2 separate regions of the Mus musculus genome follow, and region 2 is linked to region 1. The links are chromatin contacts, called in public promoter capture Hi-C maps. All regions are on one chromosome and are shown on one strand. Each heading gives the region's core, a stretch centred on a gene start, on an enhancer-like site or on the middle of the called end of the contact. The rest is flanking DNA. Distances are from core to core; before and after follow the strand shown.

Evidence for each region. Promoter capture Hi-C pulls out the DNA fragments that hold promoters and counts their contacts.
Region 2: a contact with region 1 is called in a promoter capture Hi-C map of embryonic stem cells. The contact joins the promoter of Ptprs here to the promoter of Ticam1 in region 1. A contact is called at or near these places in 14 of 39 promoter capture datasets (the 3T3-L1 cell line, the C10 cell line, the HPC-7 cell line and 8 more), 1 of 15 datasets of contacts at CTCF or cohesin (CD8 T cells), 7 of 484 Hi-C or Micro-C datasets (CD4 T cells, cerebellum, cortical neurons and 3 more), 5 of 115 datasets of contacts at active chromatin or transcription factors (bone marrow-derived dendritic cells, bone marrow-derived macrophages, embryonic stem cells and 1 more) and 3 of 9 other capture datasets (adipose tissue, liver and pancreatic islet).

Annotation. Positions count from the first base shown.
Region 1 is chr17:56,272,014-56,278,256 of GRCm38.p6, forward strand. Ticam1 (toll-like receptor adaptor molecule 1) reads right to left here and starts at 4,754. Exons shown (of 2, transcript NM_174989.5): 1 at 4,681-4,754; 2 at 1-204. The coding sequence starts at 80.
Region 2 is chr17:56,473,224-56,479,912 of GRCm38.p6, forward strand. It overlaps Ptprs (protein tyrosine phosphatase, receptor type, S), which reads right to left and starts at 3,257. Exons shown (of 33, transcript NM_011218.2): 1 at 3,117-3,257. Gm32822 (a long non-coding RNA gene) reads left to right here. Exons shown (of 4, transcript XR_385656.4): 1 at 1-2,129; 2 at 2,993-5,108. It overlaps Gm9258 (a long non-coding RNA gene), which reads right to left and starts at 3,050. Exons shown (of 1, transcript XR_105855.2): 1 at 2,125-3,050.

The DNA of each region.
Region 1 (6,243 bases), core at 3,504-6,003:
TTCAGGTGGGTCAGCCTGTCCCTTTCCAAGGCACCTAGAATGCCAAAGGCACCACGGAGCGAAGGCCCTGGGTTATCCATGGATGGGGGAGAATGAAGCCTGGAGCCACAGAGGGTGGGGTGGGTGGAGACATGTTCCGAACCGACAGCCTCCCACACAGCCTCGTCCCCTGCTGCAAAGATGCTGGAGGGCGGCAGCACAGACCTGCAGGAGTAGGAGTTCATCATGACTTTCCAGACAAGATGCTGCACCCATTCAACCCCAACCCTGGGAGGCAGAGGCAAGGGTCCCGGGCCTGTCAAATCAGGAAGAGGGCTGAGTCCATGGGGTAGAGTGCTGTTGGCTGAGCACTCATGGAGCACCAAGTTCCATGCCCAGCGCTGCATCTACAAGGTGTGGTGATGAGTGACTGCTCTTAATGAGTGGGTGAGTGGATGTGGCATAAACTGGCATACCCTCAGGTGGACAGTCACTTATTCCCAGCTCCCTGTTCACAGCTGAGAAGACCGCAGAGCATCTGCCAATCCTCGGGACCCTGACACCTCTCCTGCCTCCATAGGCAGGCTGGAATGGGGGGTCACTGCCTGCTCCGCTCAGGCAGGGACAGATGTGGCTGCTATGACCAGAGAGCCCTGGCATAGAGTGCGTGAAGGCCAGGGAAGCATCTAGCAGCCTACAATGCCCCAGAGAAAATGCCCAAGGCAGAGGACCCTGGGCTAAACCAGAAGTGGACAGGTCAGTCAGCTAACCCACAGACTTTGCACACAGATGACCTAAAGCCTTCAAAGACCTGATTTTGAGCAGCAGAGGTGGGGCCGGGCTCAGTGCCAAATTCATGAGAGCCAGGTAGGCAGAGGGAAGGGCCTTACAACCGTTGGCAGAGCAACAGTCACAGGTGGGAGTGGTAACAGCTGATGGCAGACCAGGAATGAGAGAGAGAGCTGAGAGAGAGGGTGACCACCTTCTCTGTGGCTGCTGGGAAATGGGGGCAATCAGGTGTGGCTATGCAGGCAGAGGCAGTGATAGTGGAGACAAAAGAAACAGAAAAATATAACCCTGGGCCAGAGAAAAATGGGTAATGTTTGCAGCGGGTCAGTGCTGCAGAACTAAGCCGGAAAGGGTCAAGAACTCCAAGGACTAAGGCTTGTGTTTATAGATCCCAGGGACACAAAAATGGAGAAGCCTGAGTGAAGGGTGCAGCTCATATAAAGGCCCTGGAGCAGAGGACACACACAGCCCTAGCAACCAAGTCCCAGTCCTGACTTCCCCACCACACCAAAACTCTACCCATTTCTAGGACACTCTACTTCCATTCTCACGTCCAGCCTTCTCACCCCGCACTTGTGCAGTCCCCTCATAGGCTGACCAGTTCTCCCACACCTACTGTGTCTGGCCACTTCGGCAGGAGATGCTGCTGACCTCTGTCAGAGCAACAGGAAATGAGAACAACCGTGTAAGGTCATTTCAAGAAATAAAAGTGCCCTGGAGGAAATGAGCCTGAGACGGAACCCGGGGTGAAGGATGCCTCAGGGAGGGCACCACAGAGTTGATCGCCCCTGAAGGTGAGTTCTTCCGGAGAGCACTCAGTGCAAAGGCCCTGGGACACAGGGCTCAGCCCCATGTACAGCAAGAGGATCCTGGCAAGCTGCAGTAGTGAGGAGGCCGGAGCAGAGGGAGGCAGGGCAGGAATGGCCAGGGCGGCCAGGGCCTGGTGGGCTGCAGGGAGGTGGGAGCCCAGGAAAGCTGTGGGCAGGTCACAGGGAGGAAACTTTCATCTATGCTCATGGGAACCCTTTGTGTGCTGTGGAGAGGATGGACTGTGGGGTGAGGGGGCACCAGTCAGAGGATACAGCATCGTTTGTCCCTCTCTTCTCTCTGACCTTACTGCGCTGTGACTGAAATGCACTGTCCTACCTCAGGACCTTTGCACGGCTGTCCCTCAGACAGCAATAGCAACCATTTGGGAACAAAACCTCAGTGCAGTAGCCCACTGGCCTCCCCAGTGGGCAACTCTCTCAACACACCTGCTGGAGTCATCTCTCAACTCTTCACAACCTCACACTAACTAATGTCCTCCTACCTGACCAATCTGGGGACTCCACAGGGGCAGGGCTCTGATACAACTGTCTATAGTTCCTGTATCTAGAGTGCCTGACACACAGTAGGTGCACAATAACTGCTCCACGAGGGTCGACAAGATGGCTGGGTGGATAAGGGTGCTTGAGAGGCTTCCACGTCTGAAGATCTGAGTTCAGTTCCTGAGACCCATGTGGTGGAAGAACAAAATGAAATAAAAATAAACCGATGGGCCTGGTAGTGCACGCCATTAATCCCAGCACTTAGCAGTGGAGGAGGCAGGAGGATCTCAGAGTTGAGGCCTCCCTGGTCTACAGAGTGAGTTCCCAGGGCTACATAGTGAGAACAATAGGAACAGGACAGTGCCTGGTACACAGCCAGTGCCTAATAAGTGCACACTGAGGTGTGGAGCTGCAGTTGACTTGACAGAGCGCTTGTCTGTCATACATGAGGCCCTGCATTCAGCTCCCAGCCAGGAAAGAGGATAGCAGCAGAGAGAGGAGAGAAAGAGAGCAGACAGGAGAGAGAAATGTTTATTGACACACTGAGCAGTGAATAGACAAAACAGAGCAGGACACACAGTACTTGTGTTTTATTTGCTTTTTTTGTCGCTAAGACAGGATTGGGCCTTGCACTATGTAGCCCAGCATAACCTTACACTTCTGATCCTCCTGCCTCCACCATGTATGGGCAGCAGCTTCCTCTTGTCCAAGCTATATCTGAAAAGCTGAGACAGAGGATTTCTTTCTTTCTTCTTTCTTTTTTTTTTTTTTTTAAAGATTTATTTATTTATTATATGTAAGTACACTGTAGCTATCTTCAGATACTCCAGAAGAGGGAGTCAGATCTCGTTACGGATGGTTGTGAGCCACCATGTGGTTGCTGGGATTTGAACTCCGGACCTTTGGAAGAGCAGTCAGGTGCTCTTACCCACTGAGCCATCTCACCAGCCCTCTTTCTTCTTTCTTGTTTTGTTTTTGGGTTTTTTTTTTTGGGGGGGGGTTGGTTTTTCAAGACAGGGTTTCTCTGTGTAGCCCAGGCTGTCCTGCACCTCGCTCTGTAGACCAGGCTGGCCTCAAACTCCAGGCTGGTGAGATGGCTCAGCGGATAAGAGCACCAACTGCTCTTCCGAAGGTCGTGAGTTCAAATCCCAGCAACCATATGGTGACTCACAACCATCTGTAACAAGATTTGACTCCCTTTTCTGGAATGTCTGAAGACAGCTATAGTGTACTTATATATAATAAATAAATCTTTAAAAAAAACAAACTCAGAGATCCACCCTCTTCTGCCTCCTGAGTGCTGGGATCAAAGGTATGTACAACCACTGCCCAACAACAGGAGGATTCTTGAACCCAAGAGATCAGGGTCCACTTAGGTAAGTTCCAGGTCAGCCTGGTCAGCATAGTGATACACCCTGTCTTAAGATACAAATAACACAGCTGGGCGTGGTGGCGCACGCCTTTAATCCCAGTACTCAGGAGGCAGAGGCAGGTAGATTTCTGAGTTCAAGGCTAGCCTGGTCTACAAAGTGAGTTCCAGGACAGCCAGGGCTACACAGAGAAACCCTGCCTCAAAAACCAAAAAAAAAAAAAAAAAAAAAAAAAGATACAAATAACACAAATGACACAAAAATAAAGGTAGTTATTTTTAAGAGAGAGGGAAGAGGAAAGGGGAGAGTAAGGAGAGAGAGAGAAAGAAGGAGGGAAGGAGAAGGGGAGGGGGAGGGGAGAGTTAGGAAGAGGGAGGAGATGTGCTCAGTGGGTAAAGCACTCATCCAGCATGCCAGTCTGGCAATGGTGGCTCAGGCCTTTAATCCTAGCACTTGGGAGGCAGAGGCAGGTGGATTTCGAGTTCAAGGCCAGCCTGGTCTACAGAGTGAGTTCCAGGACAGCCAGGGCTACACAGAGAAACCCTGTCTCAAAAAAAAAAAAAAAAAAAAAAGCATCCAGCATGCCTAAGAGACTGTGTGATATCCCCAGAACAGCAGAAACCAGGATGGGTGGATGGTGAGTGGATGGGGTAAATAGGCCTCTTTCTTTCTTCCCTGGCCTTCTCTCCCTGGCAGAACTTAGTCTCTGGCACAGGGGGGCCCTCCTCCAGGCTCTGCTGACTGTCAGCTCTGGAACTCAGGGACTTTGTACTGCCAGGGTGACCTTGCATGTATCCAGGGGCCGGAAATAGTTGACTGTAGAAGGTGCAGCAAGCCAGTCCCCACAGGTAGTAGTAGATGGTGTCTGTGTTAGTCTGGGGCAGGAATTTTGACAGGGAACATTGAGGTAGAGAAAGCAGATCTGATCAGGAAATAGCGACAACGGGAGGGATTGAGGGTGGAGAGGGTTGAGGATTCGCTGTTGGGGCTGGAGAAGACCTGGGACTTAGAAGATCTAGCCATGGAGGTTGGGGGGGGGGGGGGGTAACTAGGAACTGAGCGAGCACCCAGGGTCACAGGGCTGGTTTGGGAGTTAGGAGTTGGATTGCGGATCTGAGTATCCATGGGAAAGAACTTGAGGAACCTGGCAGCCTGCAGGTGGCCGGCCCAGCATCTATTCCCGACCCTATGCCCGCCGGCCCGCCGTCCTGTTCCCTCTGCCTTCATCCTACCTGGCTGTAGGGGTCTTGAGCTGGTAGATCTCCCGGTCCCTGGTGGCTGCTGGAGGAGGAGGAGAGAGAAGGGAGGAGGGAGCGTTCGGTTCCGCCCCTTCCTCCCTTCCGGGTCTGGGGGGGGGGGTAGGGGGGGGATGAAGTCAGCGTGTAATCTTATCTAGCTGAGCCAAGCCCTGCCCTCCCGCCCAGTGTCCTGGCGCCACGTGGAACTAGGCAGGACTTGTACTTTGTGAGGCCAGAGCTGGGGAAAGGAAGAAGGAACCCTCCGCCCACAGAGAACTTTAAGCTGTTAGCCAAAGAGCTCAGCTAGTGACATACTCTGGGGATTCGCAAAGCACCATGTGGCTAAGTGCACTGGGAACCTGATGACTCACACTTGTCAGTCCAGCATCACACAGAAAACTAAAGCAGAGAGATTGCCCAGAGTTCCAAGGAAGCCTGACCCACAGAGTGAGACCTCCATCTCAAAAATAAGTTCATACAAGATAAGTAAACAGAAGTGCTGGAGGCCACAAGGTTTTATACAACTGTTAGGTTGTAAATATTTTTAATTCTTTACTTGATTTTACTTGGTGTTGTGTGTATGTATGTGCATGCAGGCATGTATGAATGTAGGTCAAAGAACCGCAAGTACCATTACTTGCTGAGCCGTCACAGAGACACAACACAAAGATTTGTCGGAGATTTCTGGGTATTTACTTTTGAGAAACGGTCTGTGTATGCATACTGGGACTTGGGGCTATCCTCCTAGCTCAGCTAGATGGTGAGATTACAGGCATACTTTAAAGCTTTATTTATTTATTTTACGTATGAGTACACTCTGGCTCTCTTCAGATACACCAGAAGAGGGCATCAGATCTCATTACAGTCGGTTGTGAGCCACATCTGATGGATGTGGTTGCTAGGGGTTGAACTCGGGGACCTCTGGAAGAGTAGCCAGTGCTCTTAGCCACTGAGCCATCTCTCCAGCCCTATGGCATGTTTTAAAACTGATAAAACTAAATTGTGAAAACAGAAAAGCAGCAGTTCCCAGAGGACTATGACTGGAAGATGAGGTGCACAAAGGAGAACCACCCCACCCTCTTGCTGGGGAGTCTAGGCAGGAGTATCTGCCTCATGCCACTGAACTCAATCTCTCCCAGACTCTGGACACTCATCTCCCCAAAGCAGGTAGCAGACGGACTTCTCCACATTTTCATGCTTACATATGCACACGTATTTGTGTAAGTTGGAGGTTGACATCAAGTGTTTGCTCTTGGTCACATCTTTAGGAGACAGTTTCCTGAGTCCAGCCATCTCAGAAACAAGTTCTATCTTGCTGGCAGGGTCAAGACTGAGTTCATGTTCCCAGGCCCCAGAATACAACTCCTATCCTGCTTCTTAGATCTTTCATGTTTGTCTGTTAGCCAGTGAAGGCTGTAAGGAAGGAAGATGCTGTTCTCCAGTTATCCAAACTAAAGCACACAAGTCGTTAGTGTGTCCCTGCCTTGATTTAACTGACTACTGCGGCTCACCCACTCCTTTGGTCCTTCACCACACTAGATTCCAGGTCAGAGTCCA
Region 2 (6,689 bases), core at 2,007-4,506, 200 kb after region 1:
AGGGAAGCCACACATGGCCCCGGAGATCAAGATGGGGCGACCCTGACATCACTGTCGTGCTGTGCGACCTCAGACAAAATTGCCCTCTCTGGTCACTCTTCGCAAACCCCAGCTCCTAATCCCAAAGGTCAAAGAGCCCCCTGCGCCTCACACGCAGGTCCCCCAATTCGTGGTCCTCGCTCCCCGGCTGCTCTATTCTCCCCCCAGCAGCCCCTTCTTCCCCGCCCCGCAGCCCTGGCTCCCCCAGTAGTCCTGCCCCTCCCCCCAGCCCCGCTGTCCCGATTTCAGGGGAGACTCTGCCCCTGTTGGTGCGTCCGGGGTCTTCGTTGAGGACCCTCCGGTGGATCTTGATCGTAGTGTGGCTGTCCACCAAGTGCAGCCTCCCCCACGACCCCCAGCACCGGCCACAGAGGACAGAGGAAGGGCGGCCTCCTCCTCACGAGGCTTCTAGTTTCTGGGACGTCAGGTGCAAGGGAGAGGAAGTGGCGGGGACCTTTCCTCATCCAAACGCTGGACCAGAGAGGACTAGAGATGAGCTCTGGGATGCACAGCAGACGGAGAACAGTCCTATCTTAGGCACATATCTCTCCCTCACGAGGGTCCTCGGTTGAGGGACACCCCAAAAAGGAAACCACAACCACGCAACATTCTACTATCCCAACCAGATTCCAAGACTCTCCCCTCCGGCTAAGTCACAAGCAGACGAGTGGGGCTCAGGACGACAGACAGGGCTCAGCGCTGCTAGGTGTCCCCCGACCCGGCGGGTTTATAAATATCTATCTTTATTTTTAGGCTTTTCCTCTGGCTCGCCCCCACCCCGAACTTTCTCGATGCTCCCTCCTTTCCCCCACGCGGCGGCTGAGACACAGGGAACAGGTGAGCGCGGGGCCAGCGCGACAGGGCCACGCGGCAGGTGGGGACATCAGCGAAGCCACAGGTCCGCGGACACCGAGAGACACACAGAGTCAACGCAGCAGGGGAAACTGAGTCACCAAGAGGCACTTGGCCGCCTTTGAGTCCACGAGGGACACGAGGACACCCCGACTTCCTGGGGTAGAGACAAGGGCCCCAGAGGCTCTGAGACTAATCCAGTGTGCGGAGGGTCACGGCCACACTGCAGCGTGGGGACCGTGGATGTGGGGTCCCCTTCTGTGAACCTGCCACACACCAAGAGCCCCCAATCCCATGGGACCCGCGGACAGACCTCAGCCTTCCTGGCCACACCCGGTCGGCATCGCTGTCCCCTGCGGGCGCCGCCCCAAGACTGGCACCTGGCCACAGCCCCCCAATCCTCCGGGGACACGGATGTCACCCTCCAGGGCGCGATACCGGCCGCAGAGCTCGCCTGGAAGCCCGGGCTCCCGCGACGGTTCGTTCGCCCTGAGCCCAATTAGGAGGATGCTCAGGGCAATCTCAGTGGCGGGTGGCTGGTTTCCCCCGGGGGACTGGGGGTGGGAGAGCCATCCCCAAGAAGAAATGCAATGTCATGGTGAGGGTGTGTCCCCCCCATACTCCTTGGGGCCCCACAAGGGACAGGACGGGAGTTTGTGGGTCTCTGGAGACCCAGGCGCGATGGGCAGGGAGACGGACCGGAGGCCAGGCACAGACATTATCTGGGACCTAAGTGTCCCCCCACTGTTCCGAGCTGGGGACTCTGAGGTTGGTCGGGGCGGGAAGCCGCCCCCAGCTCCAGCTGCCCGCCTGCAGCCGCCAAGAAATCAGCTGGCAGAAGGCAGGAGCAGGGACAGAAGGCAGCTGGAGATTGACAGGGGGAGGGACACAAAGAAAGGAGAAAAGACCGGGCAGGGGGGAGGGGAGTCTATGCAAATGGCAGCTCCCACTACCCGGCCTTTAATGAAGGAAGGAGTCGCAGCTGGCAAGAGAGGCCAGAGCCCGAGTAGGAGGGTCCCAGGCTAGCCCAGACAAAGCAGACGGCCGTTATCTGCACCATAGAGACAGCAGCACCCCCCGGGGGGTACAGAAGCCAGGACCCAGGATCCAGGTGCAGAAAGATGGGTGAACAGGATGTGTCCACCAATCTAACACCCTCGGGATCCCTCTTGCTCTGTAGAAGACTCTTTGGATCCCCGAGTGCCCATCCAGGCTTGGGACACCTCAGAGGTCTCCATGTGAGCACCAAGGACGGTTTATTGGGGGAGGGACATCCTTGCTCAGGTTGGAAAGTGAGCGTAAGGGAACCCCTGCCAGGCCAGGAGACACCCGGGGAAGTGACCGTTAGGAGGTTCTACTGGAGGGAGAGACGAGGTGAGGGGTGACCGGGAAGATGGGCGCTCACACCTGCTGCAGGTTTTCGGGGGCATATGGAGGCAGATTTGAGAGCAGGGAAAAGGGGTAACGCACAGGGATTTGGGGGGTGTGGCAATCAAAAGGATCCTCGCTCATAGTGGTGCTGGGGTTTGGGGGTGAAGAGGCTCCACGATGAGCAGAGAACTTGGCCCTGACCCAGCTCGCATTGCAACGGGGGTACCTGCTCTCGGACCCCATTTCCTTCTGCGCCCCAGTCCCCGCCCCCGGTGACGTCACCACCCTCAGCCAGTCGGGGGGCTCTTGGGGTGTACCGGGGGCCTTAGGGCCGCAGGCTGGCTCCCCGGGGTTCCCCACAGGCCCCCGCATCGCGAGGATGAGGGTGGATGAGCAGTCCCAATCCCAAAGCTGGGGGAGGTCGGGGGTTGGGGGCGCCCGGACCGCAGAAGGGTGGAACCGAAGCCCCAGGTGATCTGAGGCGCCTGGCCCGGTCTGCAGCTCCAGACGCTGACACCGCGCACCGCACACCGCGTCCCCGCCCGGCTGGTGCAGTCGGTGACCCTGGGTACGGGCCAAGTCGCCCGCGCGCGTCCTCATCCCTCCTGGACCCTGTCTCTACCGGTTCCCGTTTCTGTGGGTCTCTGTCCCTCCGGGTCCACAACCCTCGCGGTCCCCATTTCTCCAGCTCCATCCCTCCAGGTCCTCCACATCCCTCTCCTTCTTGCAGAATCCGATTACGGCTGCAGCCCGGACCCCCTTCGGAGCACAAAGGCGGAGAAGCTTGGAAGCACAAAGCCGGCGCCGCCCACCCCGCCCCCTGTGTCCCCCGTGCGCCCCGTGCACCCCGGTACCTGCGGGCTCCGCATGCTGCTCCCGGCACCGGGTCGGCCCGGGCTCCGGCGGCTCCGCGTGTGCGCGCGGCCCGAGCTGCCTGGCGGGCGGGGCAAAACCCCACTGCGGCTCGCGCGCCCCCAGCCGGTGACGTCACCCCTTCCGCCGCCGCGGCCCTGGGGCCTGGCCGTGTACAGTACTGCGCCTGCGCGCAGATGCCTGCCCAGTGAGGAGGCGCTGCTGGGTCACGTGCTTCAGGAGCCTGTAGAAGGCCCGGGGAGCACGTGGGACGTGGGACACGTGGCCCGGCCTGTCTCCTCTGGATTCCTTTTAAACTCAAGTTCTGTTGTAGCCCATGCTGGCCTCAAGTTACACTGAGGATGACCTGAGCCTCCTGCCTGTCTCCCCACTCTGCTTTCTTTGGCCAAAATATCCTTTCCCTAAAATCTTTCCCATCAAGCCCGCCTTGCTGGCTGAAGAGGCTGAAGCAGGAGGACGTCGTTTTTGAACAGCCTGGGATAACAATGAATTCGAGACCAGCTTGGGAAAAGGAGGATGAGCTGGGCATTAAAAAAAATTTTTTAAAAGTGGGGGTGGGGCTCAAAATGGCTCGGCAAATAGAGGTGTTTGCAGCCCAAGCCAGAGAACCTGACTTCAATCCCCAAAGTCCCATAGTGGAAGGAGGAATCTGACTCCTATGGCGCTGACCTCCACATGTATGCACACACCCATGTCCACTGAGTTACTAGACATGCCAAACAGATGAAATGCAGCAAAAGACTGAAAAACACCTTAAAGAAAAGAGTAGTCACAGGCATGGGGTGCGAAACTTTTAGACAGCAGCAGGAGAATTGCTGCAAGTGTGAGTCGAGTGTGGACTGCACCTGAGACCCTGCCTCAAATAACGAAACGATTTTGTTTTACAGTCTGGGTTTTTTTCCCCTCTGGAATTCATTCATTCCGGCCCAGAGCTGGAGACATGAGCAAGAGCCTGGAGCCGAAGAGTCCGGGCGGAAGGACTGGGTCATAAACGGGGAAGAGTGCCATGAATAATTGACAAGGAGCCTAAATTAAGAACAGGGCTTCCCAGAGCCTGCACCGCGGCCAGTTTAGCAGAGACGGCTTTGTCCTCTTGCCTGACTGGGGTGACCCTGATTGACGTACGTGGTGCTAGTCGAGATTGGAGCACGTAGAAGGTGCCGGAGGTTTGCATAGTGTTCAGGGGCCCTTAGTGTAGTTTCTCTCATGCACAGCAGGTACTTGAAGTTTGGGTACTCTGTGGAGATGTCCACATCCTTGCATAGTCCCTGCAGGTGTATGGCACTGTTGGCTGCACACAGTGTGTACTCATATATTATGGAGCTGGGTGCTGGCAGGACTGGCCATGCCAGAGCAGACTGGCCATCCATCAGGGAGGGAACCAGGCCTTGCCTTGTTTGTCCGAACTGAGTAACCGCTTCTGCCCCCTGGGTCCTCGTGAGCAGCGAAGGGGAACATGTAAACCGCGGGTCTGAGAGTCTGGAAGCTTCCAGTGGCCATTCATCCCCTCTCAGATCCCCGCTGTGTTAAATGCCATTTACACAGAAGTAACAAAACAGAACAATCGGCCTGCAGCTGACAGAGCATAGACAGGCAACAATATATCAACCCAAAGCCGGTTATGTGTTCAGCCACTTAGGGCGGCCATCGCTACCTCTGCTTCAGTCACAGCAGACTCCTGCTCCTCCTTTGCCCCTACTCCTCCCACACAGGTTCCGGCCTGCCCCAGGGCCCTGGTACATGCTGGTCCTCAGCCTAGTGAGATGTTCCTTTCGCTGCTCAGAGACGACCATTCCCAGAACCACTTCCTGGCAGACTGTTCCCAATATTGTGCTGAAGAGGTATTCTCACAGTCAGAAATGCTATGACCCTCCGTTTGCTTCTCATGACGCAGGCTCCTTGCTCGGGTTGTGCCTCGATGTCCTGTCTCTGTGTGGCAACAGCTGATGACTTAGGGCTGTAGGAAGAGTGAGGTGAGTCATCCTACCAATCACCGCAATTGGTGGAGCCTAGAATTCCCCAAGAGAGGCTTGGGGGCGTGGCTCAGGCCGCAAGGTCGGGGTCACCGCTTAACTTTGCACAATGATTTCAGCATATTCTAACTGTTGTTGCACCCAGCCCCCTAAGGGGAGGTACTGAGCAGTGACCATATTTGAGCAGACCAGCAGAACCGGTCTTCTCTGAGGGGGCTGTGTTGGATCCAGGGCGGGACCCAGTGGGCTCTAAACTTCTGGTTTTTCTGCCCAGCCTGGCACACACACGGAGGGCAGTATGACTCATTGTTGGGTGAAAAGTTCGCTCTGGAACATTCCTTCCCTCCTGAGTCTGTGGGGCTCGAGGGGCTCTCCCCAGATGCCCACGCTCTTCTTGGCAACTTCCAGTACCTGGTTATTATTTCCTGTTTTTCTCTTCTCTCTCTCTCTCTCTCTCTCTCTCTCTCTCTCTCTCTCTCTCCTTTCTTTCTTTCTTTCTTTCTTTCTTTCTTTCTTTCTTTCTTTCTTTCAATTCCAGTGGAGTGCCCAGTGTTCACAAAAGGCTTCTTCTAGCCGATTAGGGATTCTGTGATTGGAGCTCATGCCGCCAGGAGGCAGAGACATGGGAATGAGGGGCTTAAGATCAACCTCGACTGTAGAATGAACTTAAGGTCAGCCTGAGGTAAAGAATTTTTTTTCCTCAATATAAACATACCAGAGTGGCTCGAGTGCCATCATAGGACAGAAACTCCAGCCCATGTCTACAATCACAATTCAAAGCCTTTGCTGTCATGGGTGACTGGTACAGGATGGGAAGGCCACAGTCTGTGATTCAAGGGTGCCCAGAAAGTGCAGCCCCAACACCCCTGTCACAGCAGGAGAAACTGAGGCTGCCAGACAAGAGGCATTGTGGGGCTCTGGGATATGTTTAGGATTTGTTTGTTTGATTGTTTGCAACAGAGTTACACTAAGCAAGGTTGACCTCAAATTTTCCACCTTCTTGTCTCATTTTCCTGAATGCTGAAATGACTGGTGTGCACCATCATACAAGCTCTGGGCTAAGCTTGCTCTCCATTGACAAACGCCTGTGTTGTTAGAAAAGGCCTGGGACGGGACAGAACCCAAGCAGGAGGAGCCCAGAAACCTTTGTGGCTGCAGCAGTTCCCGGGAGGAGGGAGCAGGAGGGGTGGGGCAGAGTGGGCTGCAGGAAGGGCTTGTGCTGTGGAGGAACGTGGGAGTTATGGAGGGCAATATGGAGAAAGCGGACCCTGTGTTCACTGCTGCCCTCTGGTGGTAGCTACAGTAGCTGGCACGTGAATGAGCTGCCTGCAACCCCAAAGCTGGACTCAATGATTACAGACAGTCTCTGTTCCACCCCACAACCCCCTATTCCTGGCACACTGTCCTCCAAGGATCTAGCTATGGTTGGTGTTCTGTGCAACAAAACAGGCACAGGGAGGTTAAAGACCAGTCTGGTGTCACATGGCATAGGCGGGAGTGGAAACCCAGTTTCTGTATGCTGGATAGAGTTTAGGGAAGCCTGGACGAGATGGGGGCTTGGTCTTGAGATGGGGTCCTCTT